4 separate regions of the Anser cygnoides genome follow, and all the other regions are linked to region 1. A link is a contact called in public Hi-C data. All regions are on one chromosome and are shown on one strand. The core of a region is the stretch at or near the end of the contact, and the rest is flanking DNA. Distances in the headings are between cores, read along the strand shown. Region 1 holds the start of RAB4A (RAB4A, member RAS oncogene family). Region 2 holds the start of EXOC8 (exocyst complex component 8). Region 3 holds the start of RHOU (ras homolog family member U). Region 4 has its middle 31 kb from the start of RHOU.

Region 1 (2,554 bases), core at 26-2,525:
GGCTCAGGGGCGACCTTATCGCACTCTACAGGTACCTTAAAGGAGGCTGTAGCGAGGTGGGGGTTGGTCCATTCTCCCACGTGCCTGGTGACAGGACGAGGGGGAATGGGCGAAAGTCGCGCCAATGGAGGTTTAGGTTGGATATTAGGAAGAACTTCTTCACCAAAAGGGTTGTTAGGCATTGGAATGGGCTGCCCAGGGAAGTGGTGGAGTCACCATCCCTGGAGGTCTTTAAAAGACGTTTAGATGTAGAGCTTAGTGATATGGTTTAGTGGAGGACTTGTTAGTGTTAGGTCAGAGGTTGGGCTAGGTGATCTTGGAGGTCTCTTCCAACCTAGACGATTCTGTGATTCTGTGATTCTGTAAAAACTAGTAAAAAATTAGTAAAAAAACGAGTAAAAAAAATAGAGAAACCTCAACATGACTTTCTGGGCAGCAACTTTATGACCACAATCAAGTATATAGGTACAATAACTGTGGTGAAATTAATTTGAGGAACAAATGATAGTATTTAAACATCTGATCTGCAGACACAGTTTGACATGATGTATCTGCTTTTATGTGAGACGGAAGTTTCTAGCAGGTGTAAGCAAAAGAAACCATAAATCAGAAGACAAACATTTGGCTTTTGGTTTTCTTCACCCTTATACTGCAGGTGGATACCAATGAGGTCAGTTCTAGCTACTTACTTTTTGGTTAGTCAAAAATAATGTTTTAATTGAAATACAGTAGCCTATATTTGCAAACTGGAGAGATACCAGCAATGTATTTTCCAGCCTAGTTCACACTTTGTGACTATTTGTGACTTTTTTTCTTTTTTTTCTATCTTTCCTTTCCTGTTTGTCCAGCCCATCTTTCTCTTCAGTATTACTAAAAGCTTTTGTAGGAAGCTTTATATTTTTTGTGTGCTGGCACGTGCACGTTAACTAATTGGGAGTGGCTGGAGGCAGAGGAGCGTGGCATTAGTACGACAACATTTACCAAACATAACTTCCATACAGGCAAGCTCATTTTGATCAGACAAGGCTGACGTCTGTTAGCCTAAAATCCTGTTTGTACCGAGCAAGGTGTCTAGATCTCCCTGTTCTCATAGTGACGTACTGTGACATTTTTAGTAATCTGGCAAAATCTGTCTACTTCAGTGTTAACCATTAGGGGTTTGGGGAAGGAGTGAGACTAAGAAACCCAGAAGGGGGGAGGCTGAGGGGCTGAGGGTTTCGTCACAGAGGCGGTGCCCGCCCGCCATGGCGCGGGGCCGGGCACGCGTGCGCAGCGGGGCCGTTGCGGGCGGAGCCGAGGCGGGGCGGCGGGGCCCGGCCGCGTCCCTCCCGGCCCGGCGGCGGTCCGCGGGCGGCAGCGCCCTGCCCGGGCCCGGCGGGGAGCCGGGGCGCTCCCGGCATGTCGCAGGCCGCCATGTCCGAGACCTACGGTAGGAGCTGGGGGGCGGCGGCGGGGCTGGGGCGGTGCGGGCAGCGCCCCGAGGGGCTGGGGGCCGCCGGGGCAGCCTCCTGCTCTCACAGCCCGAGCCTAGTGGTGGGCGTGCGGCTGCTGTTGGTGGGGCGGGGACACGGTAAGTACCTGATGGCTTGGGTGGGTGCCGTGTGGTGACAGCGGCAGCTCGGCCAGGTGTGAGGGCGGCAGCACTGCCAGCAGGAGTTCTTGTCAGGGGTTCACCGGCCTCGTTGTTTCTGCTGTGTAAGCCTGTTTATTTTCAACGCCCTGGTCATCAGGGGCTAAGGTCTCCTTCCCCGCTGTGGTCAGTGTATGGCAGGTGCACAGAACTGGGGGCAGAATGATCCCAGAGCGTGGGGCAGACATTAGGACATTGAGACCCTGCTTCTTTTTTCCATGCTTGAAACACAAAGCTTGCACAAAACCAGAGTAGCGAGTTGTGCTTCGCTGATTTAGGTAAGAGTTTGAACCAGTTTTTCATGGTCTGAACTCGTGATCGAGAACTGGGATCACTTCTGTACTCTTCTAGTGGCCTCTAAACAAACGGATGGACAGATAACCAGAGAAGACAGAATGCCAGCAGTGCTCCAGCCTGCTTGCTATTACAATCCCATATTTTCATGCCATATCTTAACAAGTACATTTCAACATTTTTTCGTATTGTTCCAGTGATGCAAAATAGCAACTGTAAGCCCACTGTAACTCTTCATGTTTTCTGATTGTTTTGGTGTTCTAGAAAATGTGACCTTAAACTTGAAGGTTTGCAGTTGTTGTAGGTTATTTTGTTTGCTTATTTTTTGGTGTATGTTTCTTCTGAGTTTCAGTGTTTGTTCTGTATGTACATAAATAACCTACAGAAATTCTGAGCTAGAATACATGAGTGTCAAGATTTAGAGTAGATGGAGTAGTAAAAACTAAGTTATGACATAACATAGAATTTAACAATGCCTACGCTATGTCTTGACCGTGATAGTGACTAGTATCTAATTTTGTAGCGTCCTGTTGGTGCTTTGAAAAGAGGATAAGAGCAGGGCAAGTACATGTGATGATTTCCCTGATATTCTCCAGCTATTTTCAACTTAAAATTTCCATGAGCTGAGTA
Region 2 (2,554 bases), core at 27-2,526, 210 kb before region 1:
TCACCATACATAAAAATTGCGTTACGAAATGTAAAACATGGGGGGTGAGGTGCACTATGTTTTATGTGCAGGTTCATAAGCAATTTTCAAATACCTCAACAAGATCCTTCCTCGGTCTTAACTTAAGGAGCGGCTCACTTAAACGAATAGAACACATTCCACCTTTTCCTTCATATCTACACACTCCAGCACAGCTGAAAGAGACACAGAAACAAGATATTGAAAGCTATGTGTTTTTGCAATACACAAAGTAAATTGAGAACTGGGAGTTAAAATGCTGGCCCCTTCCAACACACACTAATTAGCTTTGAATATGAAACACGCTTTTGGTAGTTACTCCAAGAACTCGACATCACTAAGCAAGGAATAAAAGCTCCCAAGTTGTTCTTAATAAACAGTGATGGAACTACCAAAAGATAAAGTATAATTTATTAGAACTCTTATGAACGTTTTATTAATAGCTGGCAATCCTGAAAATAAAATAAAATACAAAGAATATTCCAAGCTAACGTGTCCATGAAGGAAAGCACTGCTTTCATTAAAACTCCAGATGGAGAGAAACATCTAAAGCAGGGGCTGTGGGTCCACACTGGGGGCTGCTGCAATTTCATCCTCCCTCTACTTCTTTTGACTCTCACTGAACCTTTACGCAGTGGGTTGACCTATCAGAAAGCATTTCAAATTTTGGTGTCGGTACCGAACTCTGCTTCTAGCAGCTCAATACCCCAGTCTAAGGAACAGAGGGGGTAAGACTCCAGCAGCCTGAGCTGCACACCTGCTGCCCGCACCCCGGAGCTCCCCAAACCCTGCGACAGACCGGCAAGACACGGGGCTGCCCGCGGCTCCCAGCCCGTCCCCGTCCCGGAGCCGTACAGCGTCATGCGGGGGCTCCACGCCACCTCCACGGCGGCCAGGCGCCCCCAGAAGAGCGCCTCGTTGAGCTGCACGAACAGGCCGCGCACGTCGGGGCTGGGGTCCAGCAGCTCCCACGCCTCGTCCACCACCGACAGCGGCCGGAGCGGCTCGGGGACGGCCGGGGGTTCGGCACGGGCCGCCGCCGCCTCCCCGTCCTCGGCTTCCCACAGCTCCTGCAGCTGCAGCGCCAGCGCCAGGTCGCCGTCCTCCCCCTCCGCCGCCCCCGCCGCCGCCATCTTGGGGGCCCCACGGCCTCCGCGCACGCGCACTGCGCCACAAACGGCGCAGCCTCGCAACTACGCATGCGCCCGCCTCGTCGCCCTCCCTCCGCCGTTCCCCCGGCGCCGTCGCCCGCCGGTGGCGTACGCAGCGCTGCGTGCGCAGGCGGCGTTACGTAGCGCCGGGGGCGTCCGCGGCGCTCTAGTGCGCAGGTGGCGTACGCGGCGCTGTTTGCGCGGGCGCGGCGGCGGGGCGGCGGCGGGGCCATGGCGCTGGGGGAAGGCGGCGGCGGCGGCAGCCGGCTGCGGCGGCAGCTGGAGTCGGGCGGCTTCGTGGCGGGCGAGTACGTGAAGCAGCTGTCGCAGCAGTCGGACGGCGACCGGGACCTGCAGGAGCACCGGCAGCGCATCCAGGCGCTGAGCGAGGAGACGGCGCAGAGCCTGAAGCGCAACGTCTACCAGAACTACCGGCAGTTCATCGAGACGGCGCGGGAGATCAGCTACCTGGAGAGCGAGATGTACCAGCTCAGCCACATCCTCACCGAGCAGAAGGGCATCATGGAGGCCGTCACGCAGGCCCTGCTCCTCCAGGCAGACCGCGACGACCCCGCCCTGGGCCCCCGCCGCGCCGCCGCCGCCGCCGACCCGTTCCTGCCGCTGTCGGCCAAGGAGGCGGCGGGCGGCGGCGAGGAGGGGCGGCAGCGGACGCTCACCACCCTCCTGGAGAAGGTGGAGGGCTGCCGCGACCTGCTGCCCGAGAGCCCCGGCAAGTACCTGGTGTACAACGGCGACCTGGTGGAGTACGACGCCGACCACATGGCGCAGATCCAGCGGGTGCACGCCTTCCTCATGAACGACTGCCTGCTCGTGGCCACCGCCCTGCCCAACCGCCGCGGCGCCTACCGCTACGACGCCCTCTACCCCCTCGACGGGCTGGCGGTGGTCAACGTCAAGGACAACCCGCCCATGAAGGACATGTTCAAGCTGCTCATGTTCCCCGAGAGCCGCATCTTCCAGGCCGAGAACGCCAAGATCAAGAAGGAGTGGCTGGAGGTGCTGGAGGAGACCAAGCGCAACCGGGCCCTCAGCGAGAAGCGACGCCTGGAGCAGGAGGCCTTGCCCCGGCCCGCCCCGACGCCCCCCGAGTCCACCAACCCCTTCGAGGAGGAGGATGAGGAAGAGGAGGAAGAGCCCTCTGCAGAGGAAGAGGTGGTCGACCTCTCGCTTGAGTGGATCCAGGAGCTGCCGGAGGACCTGGACGTCTGCATCGCTCAGCGGGACTTCGAGGGAGCGGTGGACCTCCTAGATAAGCTCAACGAGTACCTGGGGGACAAGCCCGTGAGCCAGCCCGTGAAGGAGCTGCGGGCCAAGGTGGATGAGCGGGTCCGGCAGCTCACGGACGTGCTGGTGTTCGAGCTGTC
Region 3 (2,554 bases), core at 24-2,523, 190 kb before region 1:
TGCGTGCGATAGGCCCGTGGCCCAAAGCTTCGGTGACAGCGGCTATCAGCGGCAGCATCCCTTCGGGACCAGCCCTCAGCCCACCGCCAGCACCGGGGGCTGCTCGGACTTGCTGCTGCGGTGCGGGCGGGCACCCCCCTGCAAAACAATGGGTTAGATCATCCTCTGCACAAAAGGCTTCTGTGTTCGGTAGGGCACATTACGGTATGGCACAACCATGCAGCTCCGAGCCCGCTCCCGCCCCCCGTCCCCGAAACAATGCGGACAGTTATAGTCATCTCCCACCTACGGGAGTCCTCCTCGTCTTTGTGCATCTTTGCTCTGAACGAGGCCTCGTTGCAGCACTGATACGGGATGGGGACTTGCTGTTTGCTGCGGCAGGTAAGGGGTGGCAACGCTCAGCCAGCCTCGTGCCCAAGCTGGCGTGTATTCCATCCCAGTGTCGGAGATGGCAGCACGTCTGCTCACCCTCGGATGGCACATCAGCCAGAATGGACAGAAACTCGTCTGCTGTCGTGCCTTCAGCATGCCCTGACACACCGATGGCCAAAGCTGAGATGTTTACTGCATGCTGACTTCCAGCATCGCGTGCACTAACAAGGAACGCGTGCACTAACACGGTTCTTCCACTGCACGTGCCTTTCTTAACCTGGTCTCGTCTTCTGCAGAAACGTGGCTATGTCTACGCTCAGAACCGTAAGGAACAACACGGACCGAGCTGAGACCCTGGGCTGCAACACGGGCTCAGCCCAGCCCCGCGACCAGCACCACGGGACCCCACAGGCTCTGCCGCACAAGAACGGCACCTCCCCGCTTCGTGCTGCCCCGCACTCGGGCCGTTACCGCGACACGAGGCCCGCGGCACCCCACGGCCGCTCCTTCAGCACGTGCCCAGCGCAGCCGCCGCTCACCCCCCGCCCCCGCTCCCGCTGCCGGCCCCGCTCCGCCACCGGGCGCCCTCCCCGGCGGCCCGCGGACCCCCCAAGGCAGGCGGCGATGGGCGGGGCCTCCCCGCCGCGCCCCCTCCTCCCCAACCAATAGCAGCGCGCGGCGGGGCGGGCTGACCAATGAGCGCGCGGCGGCCGCGAGCCGGCCTGGTTGCGCTGCAGCGCCCCCTATCGGTAGCGCCGCGCCGCGCCGCGCCGGGCGGTGCCGGCGGCCCCTCCCCGCCCCAGCCATGTCACGCGGCGCCGCGGGGCCGCCGGCCGCGACTCGGTAGCGCGGGGCGAGGCGGGCGCAGCGCAGCCGGGCTCGCTGCCTCCCTCCCTCCCTCCCTCCCTCCCTGCTCCGGGGCTGGCTTCGCGGCGGCCGCGCCGCTCCTGCCGGCCCGCCGGGGCCCCGCACCGCCTGCTCGCCACCTCCTTCTCCTCGTCGTCCTCGTCCCGCCGCTCCCCCGGCGGCGGTGCCGGGCCGGCCGCCCCCCGGATGCCGCCGCAGCAGGAGGGCGATGCGGGCTACATCGGCAAGCCGGTGGCCGGCGGCTGCGAGGTGCCGCCGGTGCCCCCGCGCAGGGTGCGCAGCGGCCGGGCGGCGGCGGCGCTCGGGGCGGCGCTGGGCGGCCGCTGCCGGGGGGCGGCGGGGAGCGGGGCCGGGAGCGGGGCCGGGGCCGGGAGCGGAGCCGGAGCCGGGGCCGGGAGCGAGCCGCGGCGCAGCATCAAGTGCGTGCTGGTGGGGGACGGCGCCGTGGGCAAGACCAGCCTGGTGGTGAGCTACACCACCAACGGGTACCCCACCGAGTACATCCCCACCGCCTTCGACAACTTCTCCGGTAAGGACGGGGGGCGCCGGGGGGGGCTCGGGCGCTGGGCGAAAAGTTTGAGCCTGCCCCGAGGTTGTGTCCCTGCCAGCCCGGCTGCGGTGAGGCTTCGCTCCTTCCTCTGCCCTCCAGCCGCTCCGGTTTTTGTGCTGGGGGCGTCCCGAGAGCATGGAAGGGGATAAGGAGCTCAACCCCGGGCAGCGGGAGCCTTCCCCTCTCCTTTTTTTTTTTTCTTTATTAATGGAAAATGTGCGAAGTTGGACTCACCACGCTTTCCCCCTCCTCTCTCCCCCAAGCTGTTGTGTCTGTGGACGGCAAGCCGGTGAGACTGCAGCTCTGCGACACGGCCGGGCAGGTCGGTGGAGCCGCGTACTCGGTTCAAGTGACAGCGGGAGGGGGCGAGTGGGTGGCCGGGGAGTCCTGATAGCGACTTCGTGGCTTTGAGCATCCTGTTAAACCGCCGCCCTTCTCCCTCGTTCTCCGCCCGCTGCTTTGCCTGGGGTCTGCTACGGGGTGGGGGGATGCACAGGTTGCGGCTCCGCACGGGGACCGGGCACGGCTGCCGCTCTGCTGTGCCTGGCCGGAAAGCTGAAAGGTCTGGGGATTCAGGGCTCTCGGTTTTTCTCCTTGAGAGGTTGTCGCTGGCTTCGTTTTTTAGCTAAATAGCTCCGGATTTAAGAATGAGGGTGTTTGGGACAAAGCATTCACAGCTGTAGGTGTGCACAGATGGACACTGCACTTTTAAAGGGGCAGGAGCTGAAGGGAGAAAAAAATCCTATTTGGTGTTATCTGTGGAGT
Region 4 (2,554 bases), core at 27-2,526, 150 kb before region 1:
CCGTCTTCAGGCTTTCCCTGCGCTGCCAGCAGCACCATCCCAGCACGACTGCTGCTTCCTGCTCCCGTTGCTGACAGTAATTAATGGCTGCTAAGGAAGATTGGGCCTGCCTTTTCTATCCATTCCCCCGCCCAGCACTCCCTCCAGCTCTGCGTTACTCCACTGGAACTGCACTGATTTATTAGCGCTCAGGCAGACCTGTAGTCATAACAGGCTGGGGAATACTTTCTGTACAGGCTCAAGATTAAGGCAGGGTTTCGGACCTTACTCAGAGAAGGGATTGCAGCGTAAATAAGTGCAGCCCTGGTAGATTTATCTAATGAGCCCAGGTAGCAGTGGCTGGAGAGGTGACAGGGGGTTCCAGGCAGAGACCAGCCCTTAGGGCCACTGCTGCTGGAGCTGCAAGCTGCTCTGTGTGTGTGTCACATCATGGGATGGACACAGCCACTAGCCTCCCTTCTCTTCGTTCCTCATCCACCAAACCCCACACTGTCACTTCAGGAGGGAGAAAATAGGATGTACCATTTCACAGGGGCATTTCTGCCCTGTAGAAGAGCACATTCATCTGCCCCTGTGATCCCATGGAGGTGTCCATGTCATGAACAGCTCCGGTCAAACCAGTGACAGTGTCAGAGAATCAAGGTGCCATCCGGGAGAGGCAGCCCACGCATTGCTGCCCTGGGTTCTTGCTGCTGACTGCCTTCAGAAAACATCACCCTGTGCCTGGTTACGTCATATCAGAGTGCAATGCCTTTAAATCATTAATCTGCCTTACTTCGGGACCTGTGCCAGAAAAACTGATGAAGGCCAGGCCGAGTTCAAATCAAACGAGAGGACATTGTGGTTACATTTATGGTTTTTCAGAGGATCTCTCACCTGCAGCCACAAATCTGCCTTTATTTGGCTTGAGCGTGATCCAAAATTACCTCAGAGGTCAGCAGTGCATGTCTTATGGATTAGTGAAAACTACTGAGTAACCTGATGTAATGCGTTATTATTGTTATTCCAAGAAAAAAGGGCGGCTGTAGTCTGTTGTTTTGTAATAAAAGCCTAACATGGATTTTTCCCTTTTGCAATAAATAAATAAATAAATAAATAAAATAAATAAATAAAAGGGATGTGTCCTGCACCCTGCATTTTGCTGAATGTTGCTGCTCTTGCTACAAGTAACTCATTGTGGGCCACGCTCCGAATCTGCTTTGCAAATGCTCATTCAAGAACCTTGCCAGCATCTCCCCAAGGTGGGTCGGGGCCCTGAAGTCAGCCTCTGAGGGAACCCTGTTAGGGCCTAAAACCACTGTGGGAAGCTGTGGAGACCCAGCCTCCCTTGGTGGAAGGAAACTAGGTGACACGGGCAGCCTGGAGCAGCTGTTTACTCTGTCTGCTCCTGGCCAAAGTCCCTCAGACACAGTGGTAAAAGCACCGCCGGCTTTCCCCAGCTTGAGATTAAGTCACCTTTGCCCTACTTCTGTGTCTGTCAAATGGGGGTAAAAATGGTTCCCTGCCGCCCAGAGGCCGGGGGAGGATGTGTCCCTTGTTCCCGTGTGTGAGAAGGGTGTGGAAAAGGGAAAGGAAAATAAATATTTGCCCAGGATCAGATACAGATAAATCCAGGAATCCATCTGTGCCGTTGTCCCCTCCTTTGCCAGCACTCCCTTCCTCCAAAGAGGGGAAGTCCAGTCTCTATTTGGTTAAATCATTTACATGTATTAACGAACAATTAGGGAGGGAAGAGGGGGGCACCAGCCCAGAAAGCCTTCCACAAAAGAGCTGCCCTCGGTTGGGCTTGTCTGATTTAGGAGAGGAGGGGAGCAACCTGACTGTGATAGATGAGGACTCTGCTGTGACCCTGAGCATCTGTAAAATCAAGTCTGGGTGGGAGATTTAAGACAAAGGGCCAGACATGGTGTTGATTTAAATGATTGTAGTTTCTCTGGAGTCACTGGGTGATGAGAGCCCTATCAAGAAGCAGAAGGGCAGGACTGGAGCAGCCCCACAATCTTGGCAGGGTTGTGGCTGTGTTGGAGGAGTCGAGGGCTCTGCTCTTGGTTATTTAATTCATGCAGCTCAGCATTGTGATGGTCCCCAGGGCCTAGCTACTATTGAAAGCTTTCAGCTTTTCACATGAGCTCTATTGAATGTGACAAGGTACACATGAGTCATATGCTGCTCTCTAAGTAATACACATCTAAGTGCAGCGTCGCAGTAAGGGCAGTAAAAACCCCAAACCCTTCCTTTCCACCTCAGCACAAACCACCCCATATCCCAGCTTTGCTTCTGGACTATTTTCTGTGAGCTCTGCAAGAGGTCTCTCCACTCATCCTCGGTGCATCCTGGAAGTCTCTCCATGCACAGAAAACTTGAAGAGGAGAGCAAGGAGTGAGCAAGTTGGCATGCTCCCCTGGTACAGATTGGCAGTGGAGTCTAAAGCCCAGAAGGCACTTCCCTGTTTTATGATCATTTGGGCTGAGTAAACAGATCTTCTGCAAACTCAAGCTTTGGTTGCTAATTCTGTCTGAAGTTCATCAGTGATGGAGAGATGGGGGTGTAGAGC

What was found. Hi-C and Micro-C count contacts between places; a contact is called where the count stands out from the background.
Region 2: a Hi-C map of liver shows a contact between it and region 1, with 3 times the contacts expected there. The contact joins the promoter of EXOC8 here to the promoter of RAB4A in region 1. A contact is called at or near these places in 4 of 7 Hi-C or Micro-C datasets (fetal liver, granulosa cells and liver).
Region 3: a Hi-C map of liver shows a contact between it and region 1, with 4 times the contacts expected there. The contact joins the promoter of RHOU here to the promoter of RAB4A in region 1. A contact is called at or near these places in 5 of 7 Hi-C or Micro-C datasets (fetal liver, granulosa cells and liver).
Region 4: a contact with region 1 is called in a Hi-C map of liver, with 7 times the contacts expected there. The contact joins the enhancer-like site here to the promoter of RAB4A in region 1. A contact is called at or near these places in 2 of 7 Hi-C or Micro-C datasets (both in liver).

What each region holds. Positions count from the first base shown.
Region 1 is chr3:44,263,674-44,266,227 of Taihu_goose_T2T_genome, forward strand. RAB4A (RAB4A, member RAS oncogene family) reads left to right here and starts at 1,276. Exons shown (of 8, transcript XM_048047259.2): 1 at 1,276-1,429. The coding sequence starts at 1,399.
Region 2 is chr3:44,054,849-44,057,402 of Taihu_goose_T2T_genome, forward strand. EXOC8 (exocyst complex component 8) reads left to right here and starts at 1,277. Exons shown (of 2, transcript XM_013199813.3): 1 at 1,277-2,554. The coding sequence starts at 1,401. SPRTN (SprT-like N-terminal domain) reads right to left here and starts at 1,185. Exons shown (of 5, transcript XM_013200412.3): 1 at 874-1,185; 2 at 95-194. The coding sequence starts at 1,151.
Region 3 is chr3:44,078,314-44,080,867 of Taihu_goose_T2T_genome, forward strand. It overlaps RHOU (ras homolog family member U), which reads left to right and starts at 1,274. Exons shown (of 3, transcript XM_048047261.2): 1 at 1,274-1,768; 2 at 2,053-2,111. The coding sequence starts at 1,426.
Region 4 is chr3:44,108,870-44,111,423 of Taihu_goose_T2T_genome, forward strand. No RefSeq gene overlaps it. Among named protein-coding and RNA genes, the nearest start is that of RHOU, 31 kb to the left of the region's middle. Within about 2 kb of position 1,277, at least 2 of the 3 cell types and tissues checked have open chromatin away from gene starts, as enhancers often do. A contact at or near this core is called in liver, where this site is marked.